2 separate regions of the Capsicum annuum genome follow, and region 2 is linked to region 1. A link is a contact called in public Hi-C data. All regions are on one chromosome and are shown on one strand. The core of a region is the stretch at or near the end of the contact, and the rest is flanking DNA. Distances in the headings are between cores, read along the strand shown. Region 1 overlaps LOC107852993 (PHD finger protein At1g33420). Region 2 overlaps LOC107852991 (ultraviolet-B receptor UVR8).

Region 1 (4,169 bases), core at 1,019-3,518:
ATTTTTCAAATTCGATTCATTGTAATTTGATGATTTCATAATTAATGTTTGCTTCTTCTTCTTTTTTTTAACATATTTGGTTTGCTTTTCTTACTGGATTGAATTTTTCTTGGTGGGGAAGGGGGGCTTTTTATATTAAAAAAAATTTAGTTCATGGATTGGTGACTGGAATATTTATTTTTTTAAAATAAGTTTTAGGTATTTAAACATTTATGTAGCCTTAAATCTATAATTTAAGGCATATTTGACCAATAAAAAAAGTATTGAAAGTACCCCATGCTATTAAGGATTTTCGTAGTGGCATATCACACCTGAAAATTAGTAACAAATTTTTATTAATATTTTTATTTTTAACTTGACTAATTTAATGTAACAGAAAATCTCACAAAAATTCAAGGGTATAAATGTAAAGAAGATTTTTATAAAGTTTTAAATCAAACACAATCCATGATATATTTGGTTTTTAATACAATGAACCAAATACTTGATAAAAAATAATTTCTGCATTACTAATCCCTACATTGTTAATCCATGTATTACCTATATTCCTCCCAAACGACCCCTTAATGGATTGTACGAACAAATTCTCATATATTTAGAGGTGCTGCAACTTTTTTTATTCTTAGGAAGGACTTAAGATAGAACTTGTCTAGTTCATCTTAATGAAATAGGTGAAATAGTTATTCCAAAGCCAAAAATATTCATTATTTTCACAATGCCACAAATTATGTTTTGGAATGAAAGATAATTTCAAATTTTCATTGAATACGAACAAGGAAGTTACACGTAATGCAACTATTAATCTCATAAAAAATTCAATCCTAACTCCGAATGAACATTGGCAGCATGCATAACCCATGCAAGTCAAACGGGAAATACAAAAAATGATGTTTCTAATGACGAACGCTGAGTAATGCGTAAGAACTTAGTCCTTCGAAGAAAATCAACCGAAATCAACGGCTAGTACCTATAAATTGAGGAGCAAACCAAAAATAACAGCTCATGCCCATAAATAGAGGAGCAAATGGAGGGATGCCCAAGGAAGAGCTCGCATCTAATTAGCTAGTTGATAAAGCAATAGATTACCAAAGCAATGATCATAGCCAGTCCAAAGAAAAAAGGATCTACCACATTGAGACTAAAACACGATTCACTCTTATAACAGGCAGTAGAGAGAAACTCTCAACAAAGACAAAAGCATGATGGAGTACTGTCACGTAGAGATATATCTCCACATGTCATAAACTTCTCCCGGAGGAGAATTCATAAAGATATCTAGAGAATAAGCATCGTCTAACTATGCAACATCGATGGAAATAATCAAAATGATGGAGCATAAAGCATATGTAAGAGGCTTTTCAAGTGATCGAAATAATCAAAATGACATAGCATAAAGCATATGTAAGAGGCTTTTTAAGTCCATCGTTAAATCCCAAGGCTCAATCCTAAGCAGTGAAAACTACCAAGATAAAGCATAGCAGGGGCAATGGTAAATTCCAATGAAATCCCAAAATGCATAGAGATCAATATCTAAAGTCATTCGATCCCCAATGAAAAATCTTCATCAAATCACCAACGTAAATCACAACTTTTATCTTACAGTTTCCCACCTCGCGACTTTGGTCAGACATTCAGTAGTCCTTTGAAATGAAAACTTGTCCTTCAACGGACTCCACAATCAAAACCAAGACATCTATATTTATTTATTGTATCCAGTTCACTGCTAATAGTTAAAAAGTAGACAAGACCAATGCAAATAGTTAAAAAGTAAAACATATTTTCAATTAGATTTAATAACAGATTTTCAATTAGATTTAATTAACAGTAATTTTGTTAGTAGTCTTTTTCCTTTTTCCTATTAACATGCTGCTTTCAGTAGTTTTGTAAAACATATTCGGAGATCAAGCGGCAGCCATCTGAAGAACATGTAAAAATACTGAGAAACAAGGATGTGACAACTTGTGAAGAGCATGGAGAAAGAAACTGGCCAGAATGCGCTGCTGAAATTTCTTCTCGCAGCCTGGCCTGTATGTACATATTATATCAAACCTGACAAAGGAAAAAACATAAACACTACTAAAAATCCCAGTACGCTTCAGACAGCATGAGCCAGACTCTTCCCTAATCCCGCACCAGCAACTGAATCATCCTTGCAATTACCGCTTGTATTCATAGTCTGACAAACACATCTGCACCTATGACAAATGAACCTAGCTGGAACAGCATCCAAGTCGGAGATCCCAGCACATCTGGTGTGCTGCCAAACACCACACACATCACAAGCTAACATCCTCTCTCCATCATCATCCTTTGCTCCACAGTAGCAATCCACAGTCCATCTCTCCGTTCCCCTTTCCATTCTATATCTACTCAGCCCATTTTTTCCCAGGAATTTTCCACGGACAGTCACATATTCAGCTGATCCTAGGAGTAGTTTGACCTGAGTAGATTCTTTCACGCCACCATATCCAACTAACTCATCAGCTTGGAACCGTCTGAACATCAAATATACATCTTGAAATGTTCTTGATGTCTCCAATTTCAAGTCAGAAATGGTAGCATCGGAGGGGAGAATCAATAATTCTGGAGGAGGGTTTCTCAAATGTACATCAGATTGCTCCATGATGTCCACCTCACATAGCACCTGGATTGCATCTGATTTTGTGATAGGCAAGAATCTTTCAGGTTGATATACCTTCATAAATTGCTTGCAATCAAGAACCGTAGTAGCAGAGTCAACAGCAACTTCCCTTCTGGTTAAGGGAACATGATCAGACATCGTCAGTGGGTTTAGCATACACTCGTACAAGTACTTCAGATCTCGACGCAGATGTTCCTCGGATGGAAAGTTTGGTGTGCAAGGTAATCTATTCTCGTTTGTATTCACATTAACCAGTGGGTTGCCAGGCTCAAGTCTGCAAAAGGTAAGAAAAATTAGTGAGAAAGCCAAAAAACAGAATAATCTACAACGCCACAAATTGTGCTATATACAAAATTGTAAATATTATTTAGCTTCCAAAAAGAAATATGGAACAGAGGAATTGATCTACTGACTTAAACTCCATGGTGCCGGAACCAGAAACGCTGCGGGCATTGACAACCATTCCATCAGCTGCCTGCTTCCCATGGAGTTCCTTTAGGCAATAATCAAGGAGTTCAGGAGAACCAGCTTTACACACAGCACCTCTAAGAGCACGCCAGCTCACCCAATTGGAACCAGAGACGGCCCGTAGAACTCTAAACATGGCTTCTTCAACACGTAAAATATCACTACTTGTCCATGCACACAAGACCTTGGAATCACAAGTTTTGCGCTTCTTACAACTGGCATCATCAGCGCCCAAGCCAGATTTGCGGGCATCACGGATTGAACTAGTTAAGAAAAGAAAAAGGTTTCTAATATTTACAAGCTCACGCTCTGACAAGGACTGATAGAATGAAATCAAGTCCTGCAAACGAGTGCGAGGCTTCCGTCCTTGACATAGAAAGATGGTCAAGGGCAGAGACGATAGGTTCTCTACAGCTTGTCTGTAGGAATCTTGAGTCAGAGCAAAACTACCAGCACCAAACTCATAACCCCATTCACCATACCACGGATGTCCTTTTGTGATGGCATGTAATAAACGTAACTCCAAACCATACTTCTTTGAAACATCCATCACGCTGATTTTTCTGACCACATACAAGGAGAAGATTAAATCATCAAATATAGCTCATTAGCGAACCAAACTTTAAAAGATTGCTGCAGTACTTGGTGTAACATGTTAAATTTTATAGTTCCTACGACATAACGTCTAAAATAAATGATGCTTACCTCACTCCAAGAACCTTACAAAGTCTGTCCCAGAAATTTATTATACGACTTCCAGAAAGCAACCTGGATCCACCTTCTCTACCGTTTATCCTGAGAAGATGTCCATAGCCATTGGCATGGATCACGCCATGCAGAAGATGACTGGTATCCTCTAACTGGTGGTACATCCAATCTTCAACGTCTTCTGTGGTCATGACATGATTGCATGACTTGCACCTGACAAGACAAACTAATGTATTTAGTTTAAACATAATTAAGATCAAGATAAACAAAAAAGAGTTCATATAGCCATTGGCAAGAGGATTTAAGCAGACCAGATCCACAGAGATAACTAACTCAATTACTCAACAGTTTC
Region 2 (3,997 bases), core at 1,428-3,927, 650 kb after region 1:
TTTTGATTTTGGAGAAAAGTGAATAATGAAGGGTTTTACATGTTTTTAGGGCTTAAATCCCGTATCTGGGCGGAATAAAATCATGAAAAATATTGTTTTAACCCTAGGCGCAACTTTAATTTTTCAGAAATTTTTTCGATTTGGACCCCTGGCGCGATGCGCCACTATCGCACCAAACCACTCGAAAAATGACAACTGGGAAATTACATGGTGGTACAAAACGATGGTATCACGTTGCTACTTTATTTGCGAACTAGAAGTGCACCGCGACGCAGTGAAATTGAGTTGGCACACTAGAAATAGACAATTGTAAACTAGTCTATGGCGCGATACTCCAATATCGCGAAGCAACACTGAAAATTGACAACTGTTATTTTAACACACTTCGCGACGCGCTACTGGCCTGAATGACGATGTTTAACGACTGAAACTTAAAATCGCCATAACTTCTTGTCCGGTCGTCAGATTTAGGCGGATTTTATATCGTTGGAAAGCTAATCGAATTTCCTACACAATGGCAGGCTCAAATCTAAAAATTACTGAGTATTTTAAAAAATTTATTTAGGATAACCCATGTACTGAGGGTTAATCTAGGCTAGGAAAATACAGGGTATTACAGTGTGGTGAGGCTATTTTGAGCTAACTAGTTTGTTGGTTTTTCTTTCATTTAGGTACCATGGCTGCCAATAATTTTAATGTCACGTTTGATAGCTTCAATGATAATTGTGAAGAATTCAAACAACACCTTGAAAAGATACGCCAATTGGTATCCACACTTATCCCACAAAACCTAATATTTCTTGTCCAAGCACCTTGTGATGAGAGCTTCCCAAAGGAAGAAGTGGTCTACCAAGACCCACACCAAGGTAAAGACCGTATCTCATATGAGCTATAAGGTAAAAACATTATTCCCTACACTCCAATAAACTTAGAATGTCGTGATGTGGCTAGTAGTAGCCAAATGGATGTAGTTACGGATTTGCCTAGAGTAGAGGTGTGTACGTCTTTCTTTTGTGATACTCATGGCATTGTTAGGTCTCATAAGGACCAAACTCTTGTTGTAAGTACACAAGCACTAGTTGATCTTTTAGATGACAAAATTAATTCTTCTCGTAAGAATGATTTGTGTCTATCTAGTGCTAGCACTTATAACTTGAGTAAGGTTTCATTACCAAGTAACAAGAGGAATTCACACACTAGTTGACCCTTGTGAAAACCAAGGTAAGTCTATGTTAGTATGTGAGCTGCCAACAACTAGTGGGGGCGTGCAAAATGACCAATCGGGTGAAGATGACCTTGATTTGCTTGGGTGTTTTGGAAACTCGAATTGTGATTGTACTTGTGAAAATGCTTTTGGTTGTTACCCCTTTACTACCCGTGGTGGTTTAAAGCTATGTGCAGATTACAATCTTGAAAGGGAGTATGGCCAAAACTTATGCCCATATCTACTTCTCCCATTTGATCCTGGTGACATCTTAGGGAGTAAAAGGAGTAGTCACGGCTTATGTTCATTATTGCTTGATGTTTATCCTAGCCACATTCTTTGTGATGTTGTAACAATGCTTTTCGTGATCAACACAAAGGATTCTTGGTTGTACATCAAATGTATACCAACATGGCATGGTGATGTTATTTATTTTTGCTAACTCTAACTCTCATGCCATGAGGATGTGTGCTTGTTTGTCTTCTCTTTGATTTTGCAATGTATGAATTCGAGGTCGAATCCTTTTCAAGAAGGGGAGGATGATATAGGCACGACCACGAAGATGGATGAGTGTGAGTTAATTGACCCGAGACTTGGAGTGTGCAAGTAAAGTGCAAAAGAGGGTCCAAATACACACCAAAATCATCCATACAATATTCCAAGGGCACCTTTGTTATTCACTCTTTATTAAAGGGTCTTTTGGACATTTCACATCTTATTTTGTAATAGCTATAAATAGAACATTTTAGGGTTTCATTCACTAGATTTTGATGAATATTAAAGTTGTAACACTTTGAAGCATTCCCGTATTGAGAGGACCTTTGGCCAAAACTAGGACAACTAGAGTGTAGATTCACTCGTGTTGTGTTCAAGCTTGGAAACATGGGTGCTTGGGGAGATTGACGTCCCTCTTGTGTCTACGTAAGAGTGTCGGTGTTAGTATTATATGTTTTAAGGGTCTTGGTGTTTGATACACACCTTTTTTCTTAGATCTTGTAATATTGTATGTCACACTACCTATCCTTTTCATTCTTGTAATCGTGTAGTTTGTGTTCTTATAATGTTGAAACCATGAATTGTGTTCATCTTTTTGTTGTTCTTGTTATCATTCTTGTTCATTTCGGGTGTGGACTGTTTTTAGTGTTGTTCACCTTGTAATCTTGTCAAAGTTGTTGTATTCTCGGCTTTGAGCACATTCTTTTTAGCCCTCGGGTTTTGTGTTATTAACTAGTTTGTGGTGGCTGTTTTAGGTTCATTCCTAGTTTGGTTTGTATCAACATTTAAGTCCATGCGTATAAGATGATTTTACATAGCTTTGTTGGGTTGCCACATGGCTCAACAACAAACAAAGTTTATCCACGTGGTGGACCTTTAGCCTTACTACCTGCAGAATTTCCAAGGAAATCCAAAAGTCCCTCAAGCCTCTTTATCTTTCCTAGCCAAAAGTTCCACAAGCTCTTGCTACTTTTCTGCAGAATGGGGAAAAGTTTTGCTCAGTACAAATGAATTTCCAAGGAAATCCAAAAGTCCCTCAAGCCTCTTTATCTTTCCTAGCCAAAAGTCCCACAAGCTCTTGCTACTTTTCTGCAGAATGGGGAAAAGTTTTGCTCAGTACAAATGACCCTCAAGCTCGAGCGAGAACGAACCATCAGATCTTTCGCTTGAATTGGAGTAATTTAGCGTATCATACTTTTGAGGCCAAATAGGCTCTTGCATACCTACAATATTATATATTATCACACAGCTGAATTGAAACTAATGCACCTCAAATTATCAAAGTAATATTAATCTTTCCTTTTTCCCACAAATAAAACCCAAATTAGGTGCTTGGGATAAACTTTCTAAGTCTATTTTCAAACCTATTCAAGCTACGTCAAATTTACTACGCTCCAAAAACTAAATCATCTTGGGTGGTTGAAACTTTATTTAGCACGACTTCATGTAAGAGCATGTTGCGCTTTCAATCTTTAATTGTTCTAAAACCAATAGTTACAGTCAGATATGCGTAGAAACAATAATTCTCCCTCCAAGTAGTTAAGAATATAAGTCAAAAGATCAGTTTTCTCACGACTTGCATGAACAATGGGAAGACACCTTCCCTCAGCCCACCCATCCCCACCCCACCCCACCCCACAAGGAAAAAAAAATGAAAATAAATATCATAGAAATACAGATCTGCAGAGCTCGTTGTCTAAACTTTAAATAGAGACACTAATATTTGAATATAAGATTGAGTGGAGAACATCCACAGCAACTGGCCGACCGCTACATTCATAGCTAGCAATCTCATAATCGTATCCTTTTCACATCATTTTCCGGCACATTTACGTCGTTTCCACTCCCTCTTACCGGAATCACTGCTTGCCTTGGCACCTGCAGATAAAACATAGCATTCAGGATCATTTCATGCCACCTTTAAGTTTCAGAGAAGGAAATCTGATGGTTGACCTTGACTCTATCTGCCCATAACACAGGACAATGCAATTCCAAACTCAAAGTTCTAACATCTTTTTGGACATTCTCCTAACTAGAATCAAGTGAGTTCATTAATAATGGCACAACCTAAGGAATCATTATACAAACCAGAAAAATTCATGGTTATGCCAATTGCATCAACCAAATGTCCAGGGTACAAACTTACCCATTCATAATCTAACCAAGCACTGCATGAAATAAATTTGATGCACCTATTGCACAGATGGATAATTTTAATGGGACAATGCCGATACTCTTTTAGACCATTAGAGAAAAAAAGATTGCTTAAATGGTGATCTTACGTTTTCATCTGGAACC

The links. A called contact is a pair of places that touch in the nucleus more often than the background predicts.
Region 2: a contact with region 1 is called in a Hi-C map of bud, with 4 times the contacts expected there. The contact joins two enhancer-like sites. A contact is called at or near these places in 3 of 5 Hi-C or Micro-C datasets (bud, leaf and placenta).

The regions. Positions count from the first base shown.
Region 1 is chr5:111,553,738-111,557,906 of UCD10Xv1.1, forward strand. LOC107852993 (PHD finger protein At1g33420) reads right to left here. Exons shown (of 5, transcript XM_016698025.2): 3 at 3,815-4,030; 4 at 3,055-3,672; 5 at 1,918-2,915. The coding sequence ends at 2,096. Among protein-coding and RNA genes, the nearest start is that of LOC107852993, 8.8 kb to the right of the region's middle. Within about 2 kb of position 2,269, at least 2 of the 5 cell types and tissues checked have an H3K27ac peak or open chromatin away from gene starts, as enhancers often do. A contact at or near this core is called in bud and leaf, where this site is marked.
Region 2 is chr5:112,201,749-112,205,745 of UCD10Xv1.1, forward strand. LOC107852991 (ultraviolet-B receptor UVR8) reads right to left here. Exons shown (of 12, transcript XM_016698021.2): 11 at 3,982-3,997; 12 at 3,141-3,577. The coding sequence ends at 3,491. Among protein-coding and RNA genes, the nearest start is that of LOC107852991, 97 kb to the right of the region's middle. Within about 2 kb of position 2,678, at least 4 of the 5 cell types and tissues checked have an H3K27ac peak or open chromatin away from gene starts, as enhancers often do. A contact at or near this core is called in bud and leaf, where this site is marked.